Linked DNA regions of Lactuca sativa: region 1 is linked to region 2. The links are chromatin contacts, called in public Hi-C maps. All regions are on one chromosome and are shown on one strand. Each heading gives the region's core, a stretch centred on a gene start, on an enhancer-like site or on the middle of the called end of the contact. The rest is flanking DNA. Distances are from core to core; before and after follow the strand shown. Region 1 holds the start of LOC111919297 (basic leucine zipper 23). Region 2 holds the start of LOC111919298 (heavy metal-associated isoprenylated plant protein 26).

Region 1 (4,620 bases), core at 1,491-3,990, 150 kb after region 2:
GCATATGTAGTTAGGCTCCCGTATCCTGCTTTCTTTGTACTTAATTGCTTGGGGGTGATTGGGGTTTTGGTGGGGTAATCTTAGTGGTGCTTAATGCTTTTCTCATCTTCTCTTTGGTGTTTCGTTGGACAATTCTACCCCTGTGATCTCTAGTGTTTGATGTTTGGCTTTTCTGGATCGTGGTTCCCTTGGTTTTTTCTCCTTCACCTTGCTAGTTGATGCAGCTGTTGTCTTCCTTTTGATTTGGCTTCTTCTTGGTGTTTTGTCGTTTTTGCCCCTGGTGTGTTTTTTTTTATTGTTCGAGGTTGTCTTGTTTGTTTAGTTTTTTGGTAGAGGTGTTTTTATTAGTTCTTTGTACTTCTTGTTGCTTTGTCCGTTTTTTGTCGAGTCTCCACCTGGATCACTAATCTCGTTTTTGCCCCTGGTGTGCTTTTTTTTTTTTATTCTCACAACACTTTGCAATTGAAGAATATAATAAATTTATTAGTTAAATTAAAACTACTTACAGAAGTTCACATCACCAAAGCAGGAGTTATCTTTTTCTTCCATGGGTTTTCTAATTTCCTCAAATCAAATCTACAATATAAAAAACTTCTGAAAAAACATATAAACAAGATCAAATCAACTCCTTATATCATCATCATCATCATCATCACTAGAGAGGTGGCAATTGCCAAAGAAGCATTTTCACAAAACTTAAGATACCCCAAAAAGAACCAAACACATGCAAGCATCATAAGAGAAAACATTTTAATTTCACAAAAACATTATTTAAGCACATGACACATCAAGAAGCATTTTCTTCCATTATGTTTGACTAAACAGAACAAAAACGATCCTACTACTCATAAACCCAACTAATAGAGAACAATCCAACTTCAAAAACCATTAACACAGAAACAATGGCAGATCACTTCATTTGGACACTGCTGTACGAGAACCTGTAGTGAAAAAGTAACTTATCAAAAACTCATTATTTAAGTCGATAAGTGTTTTTAATATTCTAATATCCAAACAATTAAAATAGCTTATTATTCATTTATTATTTACCTTTTCGTTTAGTTCGTCCACCTGGCGGATTCGGATTGGCTACAGGAAAACCATCTTCATTTCCACACCCTGGAAGTCCATTCAGCAACGAATTTTGGTTCCCCAAACATTGCAAATTCTCAAACTCACACCCATTAACACCTGGATCATGTATTGAAGCATCTTCTGCACTTTTTCCATCAGGATGAAGGCAATAAACCTGATCCCCACATTGCATATTACAAGGATTCATCACATACCCACCACCCAAATTAACACTCCCCACATTATTCCCAACTAGATTCTGCTTCTGATAAGGAAAAGACCCGATTTCACCTTCAATTCTCCCTCTAATATCCACAAGCAAACACTTCAATCTTGCCACCTCACCTTCCAATCCTGCTTGACTCTGAATCCTCTTCATTAACTGTTGATTCAAAGCTCTTAATCTAACCACTTCATCTTCCAAAGAAGCAGCACGTGCTTTCTTTTTTTCCCGATATTTTCTTACAGCTTCACGGTTTCCTATAGGTCGTTTTTTACCTTTCTTTTCTGCTGACTCTGCAGTGTCATCTGTTGGGGTTTTGTCATCATCTCCACTAATGGCGGGAACGATTTTGGTGTGGACGTGGTAGCAGGTGTGGGTGTGGGAGGAATCAGGGCCTGGTGGGTTGCATGTGTGGGTGTGGGTGCATGCATGTGTGTCCTTGAAAATGTCATCAAAGAAACTGTCCATTGAATCATTGCTGGGAATGTCACCGATGTTTGGAGGTGGAAACATTTCTTGGGTTGAGAAATCGAGTTCTCCGTCCTCCATTGTTGAAATTGGTGATTAGGTTTGTAACTTGGATGAATGTTTTAACCCATTTGTCTCGATGAACTTCAGTTCTTATTGTGTCGGAATTGAAACCCTATGAGTTCAAGAAAGATGAATCAACATGTTAGATGTTTGAGATAATTCGTGTAAAACAAATTAAATGAAAATCTCGAAAGGGTCGGAATGCGATCAATCAAAAAGTTGAAGACTTCAAACGGATTGTCAGATTAAAAGAGGTGGAAGGAAACCCTAAAAGGCTAAAACCATGGATAATTGCAAAACCGATAACAGAGATAGTAATTCTAGAGTGAAGAATAAGAAAAGCAAAAATTTGCAAAAACAATGTAAAAGGTCTTGAGCCACGCAATTGTAATGCGTTTCTCAATAATCGAGCTTTGGTCGAATAAAAAAAGTTGAGGGATTAATTAAATGATTTACCTGTAAACAAACCCTACAATCCGGAGAATTGCTCGACTGACCTGTAAATTCAGAAAATAGAGATAATAAGTTTCGAGGAAAAAGAAGAACGCTAAAAATCCACAAACATTGATTAAAGAACTTGATTAACACCAGTGCTGTGCGATTTCCACGAATCGAAGAGAAATTGATTAAAAGTCTAAAGAATTTAAACAGAAATTCGTAAATTGAAAGAGCAAAGTTACCTTGAAGAAACCCTAGAATTATCAGAATCGCTCAACCGAGTTGTAAGACCTGAAACCAGAGATGGTAAGTGTGCAAGGGGAAGAAACCCTAGAAAAGGGATTGATAATTTGATATCAATGGCGAGATGAAAATGATCGAAGAAGGACCATTCGTTTAAGGAATCTGCAGAAGTACAAAGAACGGGGGAGACTTTTTTTTAATAATTGTACGATCAAAAATGTCGATTTAGCGAATTTTAACGAAGGTAAAGGAAAGGGAACGAAAAGAAATTGATGCCGTCTTCAGGGTTATTTTGTTTATCTTAATCTTTATTTTTTAATAGAAAAGTGGTTTTAGCTTATAATCTAAGAAAATCTTTAAAAAAATCTCCATATTTTAAGAAATTTTTTATTAAAATCCTAAAAAAAGAAAAAAAAAAAAAAAAAAAAGGTTCGACTATTTACCTTTTTTTTAATAGAAAACTCCAAAAAAATGTTTATTTTTTATTTTAGTTCTTTTTTACCTATTCAGGTCATAAGACCAAATAATTAATTTTTCCAAAATAATGGGTTTTAAAGATTTCGTCAAATTTGTATATATAATGTATAAACATATTTTTTATGTATTTATATCTATTTTTTCATATTTATGTATTTCTTTTTAAGTTTTTAAATGTATAAACGTATTTATATGTATTTTTAAATATTTTACATATTTTTATGTATTTTTATGTCTTATTTTTTGATGTATTATATATTTATTGTTGGATTAGGTCTCTAAGCGCATAACTATATTTGATATGTACTTAACCCAATAGTAGTATGGTCCTTTTGGGTTGCCTTAACCAAAACCACTTGATTAGATGAATAATGGAGAAAGAGGATAAATGTGATTTATTAATATATTATGAGAATAATATATTAAAAGAGAAATCATATTATTTAATTAATATTGGTCAAAAATTAATTTAGAATTAATTTTGTTGTCAAAAGATGTTAATTAAATTAAGGAGACTGATATTGTAATTATAAGATAATTGAAATATGGGCTGAGGAACCCTTAGGAAAGGGGTGGACAAAACCTTATAGAAGCCCATAAGGATTTCGTCCAAGACTAGGTGTTCTAGAAGATTTCTATGGGCTACTTAAGGCTTAAGCAACCGGATTAGGTATTTGACTGAAACCCTAATTCTTTACATATATAAAGACCCCCTTGGCATTTGCTTTTCGGCTACACTGAACCCTAAGGATCCCTACAGCCGAAATTAGCCTTCCTCCCCCCCCCCCCCTCTCTCTCTCTCTCTAATATTCTCCAATTGCTTTTGGTGTTTGTGGTCTATTAGAGACATCACATTTGAGGTGTTAAGTTCTTAAAGGTTCAAGGTTATCAAGCTACAATTGAAAGGTATGTTTCTAACTTGTTTTAGTCATAGTTTTCGATTTCTATATGATAGATTTAGGATATACAAGCTTTGGATGATTGTTGTATGTACAACTAGAAAAACCTAGATCCAAAGCTTTAGGGTTTGCATGTGCACCATAGGATTGATGTTTTGCTCAAAACCTATCAGTGATATCAGAGTCTAGGTCATTTTTATATTATATTTGATGCATAGTTAAATTGTTCAAAGTTGAAAAAGTCGAAAAATCTGCTGATGCCTGATGAACTCGTCGAGTCCCCTGATGAACTCGACGAGTCAGGGTTGTGACTCGACGAGTTGGCTCGTCTGTTAGCAGATTATTCGGGATTTTGACTTGAATTGGTTTGGGATAATTACCATAAACGTTTTTAACTGATAAAATTCGATTTTTTCAATATAGTATTGGTTATCCTCATCCAATTATAAGATAATTGTTAAATAATAAGATAATTACTTGTTTATATGATAAAATAAATTATTAGTATTATTTAATATGAATTATCTTTCCATAAATTGAATTAGATCAAATTTAGATAATCACAAGTTATGTGATTAATTAAATTATTTGAAATTTGATCTAGAAGGTTTTGAAAATTTTCAAAACTTGTCATCAAGTTTTGGAATTTAAATTTTTGATTAATAGTTTTAATTTTGAAATATTTAAATTCTAAACCCTAGAATTTTACAAGTTTAAAATTCAACCCTTATACTA
Region 2 (4,969 bases), core at 2,153-4,652:
ATGCAGTCTTGATGGTCGGTGCAATTTGCAGATTTTCCCATGCATAATCCCATATCTACGCTATTAATAGCTTTCAAATCATCACTTGACACGTGGAAGAACGTGTGGTCCCACGACTGCCGACTTTGCCTACTGTATCTACATTTTCTCCCTTCTACTTTTCCTAATTGTACATTAACTATCCTTCTCGTAAACACTTCTTTCAAATAACCCCATAAAACACAGCCTATCCAATGTTTTTAAAAACGTAATTAGACCGATTCGTTTAAAGGAGGTTTAACTAGGACTGTTCACTATTCGGATAAAACCGAATTATCCAATTGGACAATTTGGATTGGATTATTTGGTTCGGATATACGAATTTTTGGATTGGTTTTTAAAAAAACCGAATTATAATTTTGGATTTCGGATTGGTTTTGGTTTATAAAATAAGAACCGAATAGTCCAAAAAAACCAAATAAACATTTACTAATATTTATCTATTTATAATATATATCCATAGTTATTTATTAATTTGGTAATTTATTTTTTCAAATAGGTTCAAAACATTTCATCCGATAAAAAAAACATTAATATGTATTTTCTCTCAAAAGTTTTCTATCTATAAAATATTTAACCATAATATATCTTCTTAATAGTTGTTTATAAATTTCAAAACACAACTAAATAATTTGTTTTTGGCTCTTGTGTAAATTTGGGTAATATTATAATTATATATATCGTTTTAAAATGTTTCGTTTTTTGAAAACTGAATTATAAAAACCGATCCAACCGAATTGTAATTGGATCGGATCGGATCGGATTTGAATTTAGATTGAACTATTCAGATCCATGTTTTGAAAACCGAAATCAATTTGGATTCACTTAATTGGATCGGATCAAACCGATCCATCCAAACGAACACCCCTAGGTTTAACAAAGAATCTGTCCGGGTTAACGTCCTTAAACCTATTGAATACAACATGCTTTCTCGTAATCCTTAATATCTTTGTAACTTCGTTGTTTACTAATCTTATACGTAACTTGATAATAAATTGTTTGAGCTTAACTACTCGTCAATATACTTAGATATTTTTATTTTAAATGACGGTATCAATGGTTAAATGTCCCATCATTTCGAATATATAATTTTATGTGATTGTTATGTTATACATAATATAAGTAATACACTTGTCATAACGTCTAGTGACTTGGTTGACCATAAGTTTTCTTAGTCAACAATTGGAAAATACAAATCAACACTTAAATAAATATCATAAATTAGGTTTTGTAATACTTTTTATAAATATGTTTCATTGAACCTTTTATAGTTAAATCTTTTTTGCTTCATAATTTTAAAAATTTTATATAGTAGTAACGGGTAAAAAAACAACAAAATATATTGTTAACATTTTTTGGGTGACGAATTTAATTCTTTTAAAAACCACATCTATAGATCTAACGGTCATAACATTATTATGCATGACCCATTGGACTATATTGAGGAGTTTCACATCTGACATATTAAAAACACATGTACCAAACGCAAATAATATAAATGTATATTGATTTTCCATGCTTGTTTTTATCATGTTTTATTACTTTGCATGAAATAACTTTTAAAACAGTCTGCCCATAACAAAAACCCCACTCCCCAAGCAAACAAGAGTGGATATCTCTATTAGATCTACACATTTGTGTTTTCTTTATATCCATCCAAAAACTAAAACATCAGTTGGTCGAAGTATTGATCTTCCTTCCAGCGGGTCAGTCAAAAAGTTCACATGTGTCTCTTTATTGTAAGAAACCTCGACACTCTTAAATATGTTAAAAGAACATCCCTCACTAGATCGTGTCGGTACTTAAAACCCGAGAGCTCTATACAATGTATTGTATGCTCCCTAAAAGAGTCCAAGCATGTCTTGTGACAAATATGACATATCTCGTCAACTGGAAATCAAGTTATCAGAAGGTTTACTTGAGGATAGCACGATATTTCACGGATGATATATGTTGGCCAAGACCATTAATAGGAATAACCATAAGAAAATCATGAACATAAAGTGCACGTAGACACTCAGAAACTACATACTGTCTAACAGTCATGTCGAAATATATTTTCATGTCTTGGACAATTTTATTAAAAATAACACTTGCCAATGCATGTTGGACGTTAGGATGAAAATTTCCTTATTAGTGAAAGCTCTAAAGTCAAATTCTGGAATCATACCACAAAGACAAGCCAAAACACAAACATAATCAGAATTCATACCACATATGTTGTTATCTCGTAAGATATGGTCATGTGACACCACGATTTAGGTTGTGAGGCCAGAAAAGCATATGAGGAAGTCTCTACCGCTGCGTACAACCACAAACCACCAAACCTAATGGGTAACCAAGCAAGTCGCCATTGGATGTCCCTAAGGAAAGGACATTCACAAACTACAATGTCCTCAATCGACCCACATAATCTTTTATCAAAGAGCAAAGCTGCATCTCCATGTGAGTGGGTTGGCATGTCCTCGGGGAAAAGAATAGTTTGGCAATGCTCATGCAAGATCAAAGAAAAAAAAGCTCACTCTAAGGTCACATAGTTTTGGAAATGGCGCATTAAAACAACAACGTTGACAACTCTTTTCATGGCTAACCCACAAATGATTAAGCTCAATTAAAAATAAAATCAAGATGTGAGAAATCAATCAACTTTATAGTTCAATACACTGTAACTAACATAACATTCAAAACTCATGTGTAAACACCCATCAAAACTAAAAACAAGTAATATATTAAACACGGCGATTTGAGGCCCTAGGCAATATATAAAAAAAAAATTAGAATCTTACAATGAAATAATTAGTAAAAGAGGGTGACCTTTTTTGTTATTGTTTTTTTAATGTCGTTGTTATAAATTTATCTTTAGTATTCTAACATTTTTTGTTTATTTTCTTTTACTTTATTTTCTTTCTCTTTTCTACTCAACTGTTGTATACGATATATATCAGGTTTTTTATACTAAAATAATAAAGCATATAAAAGTAAGGCCTTAAAAATTTAAAGGCCCTAAGTCATCATCTAAAATACTGTGCCCATTGACACGAGCTACAACTAACACTTACTAAATGTTCATAAATCATAATCAATATTGTTTGTTATCATTACGTATTATATTTCAATTTCACTTATGTTTGCTATCCTGTTTACTTTCTTCACATGTTTGAAACTTAAATGATACAAATATACAATTATGTTTGCCACACTCTTCCTCCCTGACAACTCACTTTGACTTAACTTAGAGGACTGTATAGCAACTTCTCAAAACTTCAAGGCCTTGAATAACTAACAAATAAATCACAAGGGCCAATACGACATTCCATTTCCACTATAAATATATGAAGCTAGCTAACGCCTGTTTTCAAAACCGTATTGACTAAGTAAACTAGAAAAGAAAACTAGCTATCAAGTGAGATATTACCGTTGTCAGAGTAGAAATATCTAAACCAACAGAGAGAAAGCAGCCATGGGAGCTCTTGATCATCTTTCCAACATATTCGATTGCAGAGGTGGAAGCAATAGAAAGTACAAAAAGCGCAAGCAGTTACAGGTAAAATACAGCTTAATTGCATTCGATTTTTGCTTTATTGTCTACAGATTTTATTCTAATGACTCCATGAACACATACACTCGATCACATATATAGAAGGAAAATTCTGTAGCCAAATATAATTGATTCGAGTGGTACTCAGATCCAGTAGAGTTTGAATTTGACATATTCAGATTTCTTCTGAAATTATGTCCGCTGTTTGATCGGCGTTCGTGTTCTCAAGATATTTAAAATTGGTAAATCGATTATGAAATAAGATCACATATACACGAACGTAAAATTAGGGATCATATTTTTCGATTTCGAGTTTTTAACTCAAATTCACTTGTGATTTTTTACTTCCAGCTAAAAATTCGAAAGAAGATTTTGAAAAAATGAACACAAATAACGATTCACGAACACTGATTTTAGGATCGGAATTCTTGATCTCAAGTTATTTCCGTTGTTCATATCAATTTCTAGCAAAAAAAATGATTTTTTTAAAACAATCAAGAAAATAGTAGTATATTCTGGTGTGGGTTTGTACATTGTGCATTAAAAGTTGTACAAATGTAATGCTTCGGTTATTTGATGATACTTGTCTGCCTTTAGGAAGATGATAGAGAAAGCCTAGCTAATGAAAGCAAAAGGAATGATGCTTACAGCCTTGTTTGGCTTTTTCTCATGTCTAAGACAACACAGCACAAAATTTAAAAAAAAAAAAAAAGAATATTAATACCGCTAGATAGCTTTTTGGTGGCTTTTCACATATTTAATCTAACTAAAAAATAAAGTTATATGCTTTTTGAATCTTTAAATAAGTGTAATAACTTTTATTTCAAATTACTAAAGAAATATATTATTATTTTTTTGGGTATAATTGGTAACATATCAGAACCTGGCTATTCAATTTATATGGTATTATTGAAAGCTTTAATGATTAACTTTTGTACTCTTTCTATATAAAGTGCTTTGATATTAATCATAACAACATTAATATTTCTATATTCTAGTAATCATGTGCCATGAATGATCATCAATAATTTTAATTTTAATTGTGATGCCTTATAGTCGTATTTTATGTTAGTTCATACTTCATAGTACTTATTAAATAAGAAAAACAATTCATACATGTTCTCTAGTGGGTCATGCCTAGGGACATTTACGTCATTTGAATATACGAGAGTATTTGTCTTTTTTGGATAAGATTGTTTGTTGATATTCATTTCAATCCATTTCAGTTTAGTAAAAATATCAAATACAGTATAAGATTAAGATTGTTTTGCGTTTATTCTGTGTAACAAAATTGTTTCCTATATTTTTTTTCTAAAATATTTATAAATTTAATAAACATAATCAACCAAATGGTTAGATATCAATCTAAATAGAAGTCCCACGATGCATGTT

What was found. Hi-C and Micro-C count contacts between places; a contact is called where the count stands out from the background.
Region 1: a Hi-C map of bud shows a contact between it and region 2, with 7 times the contacts expected there. The contact joins the promoter of LOC111919297 here to the promoter of LOC111919298 in region 2. A contact is called at or near these places in 4 of 4 Hi-C or Micro-C datasets (bud, leaf and seed).

What each region holds. Positions count from the first base shown.
Region 1 is chr8:205,050,606-205,055,225 of Lsat_Salinas_v11, forward strand. It overlaps LOC111919297 (basic leucine zipper 23), which reads right to left and starts at 2,741. Exons shown (of 4, transcript XM_023914903.3): 1 at 2,509-2,741; 2 at 2,285-2,325; 3 at 1,051-1,940; 4 at 737-941. The coding sequence starts at 1,846. The coding sequence ends at 916.
Region 2 is chr8:204,896,127-204,901,095 of Lsat_Salinas_v11, forward strand. It overlaps LOC111919298 (heavy metal-associated isoprenylated plant protein 26), which reads left to right and starts at 3,403. Exons shown (of 2, transcript XM_023914904.3): 1 at 3,403-3,583. The coding sequence starts at 3,500.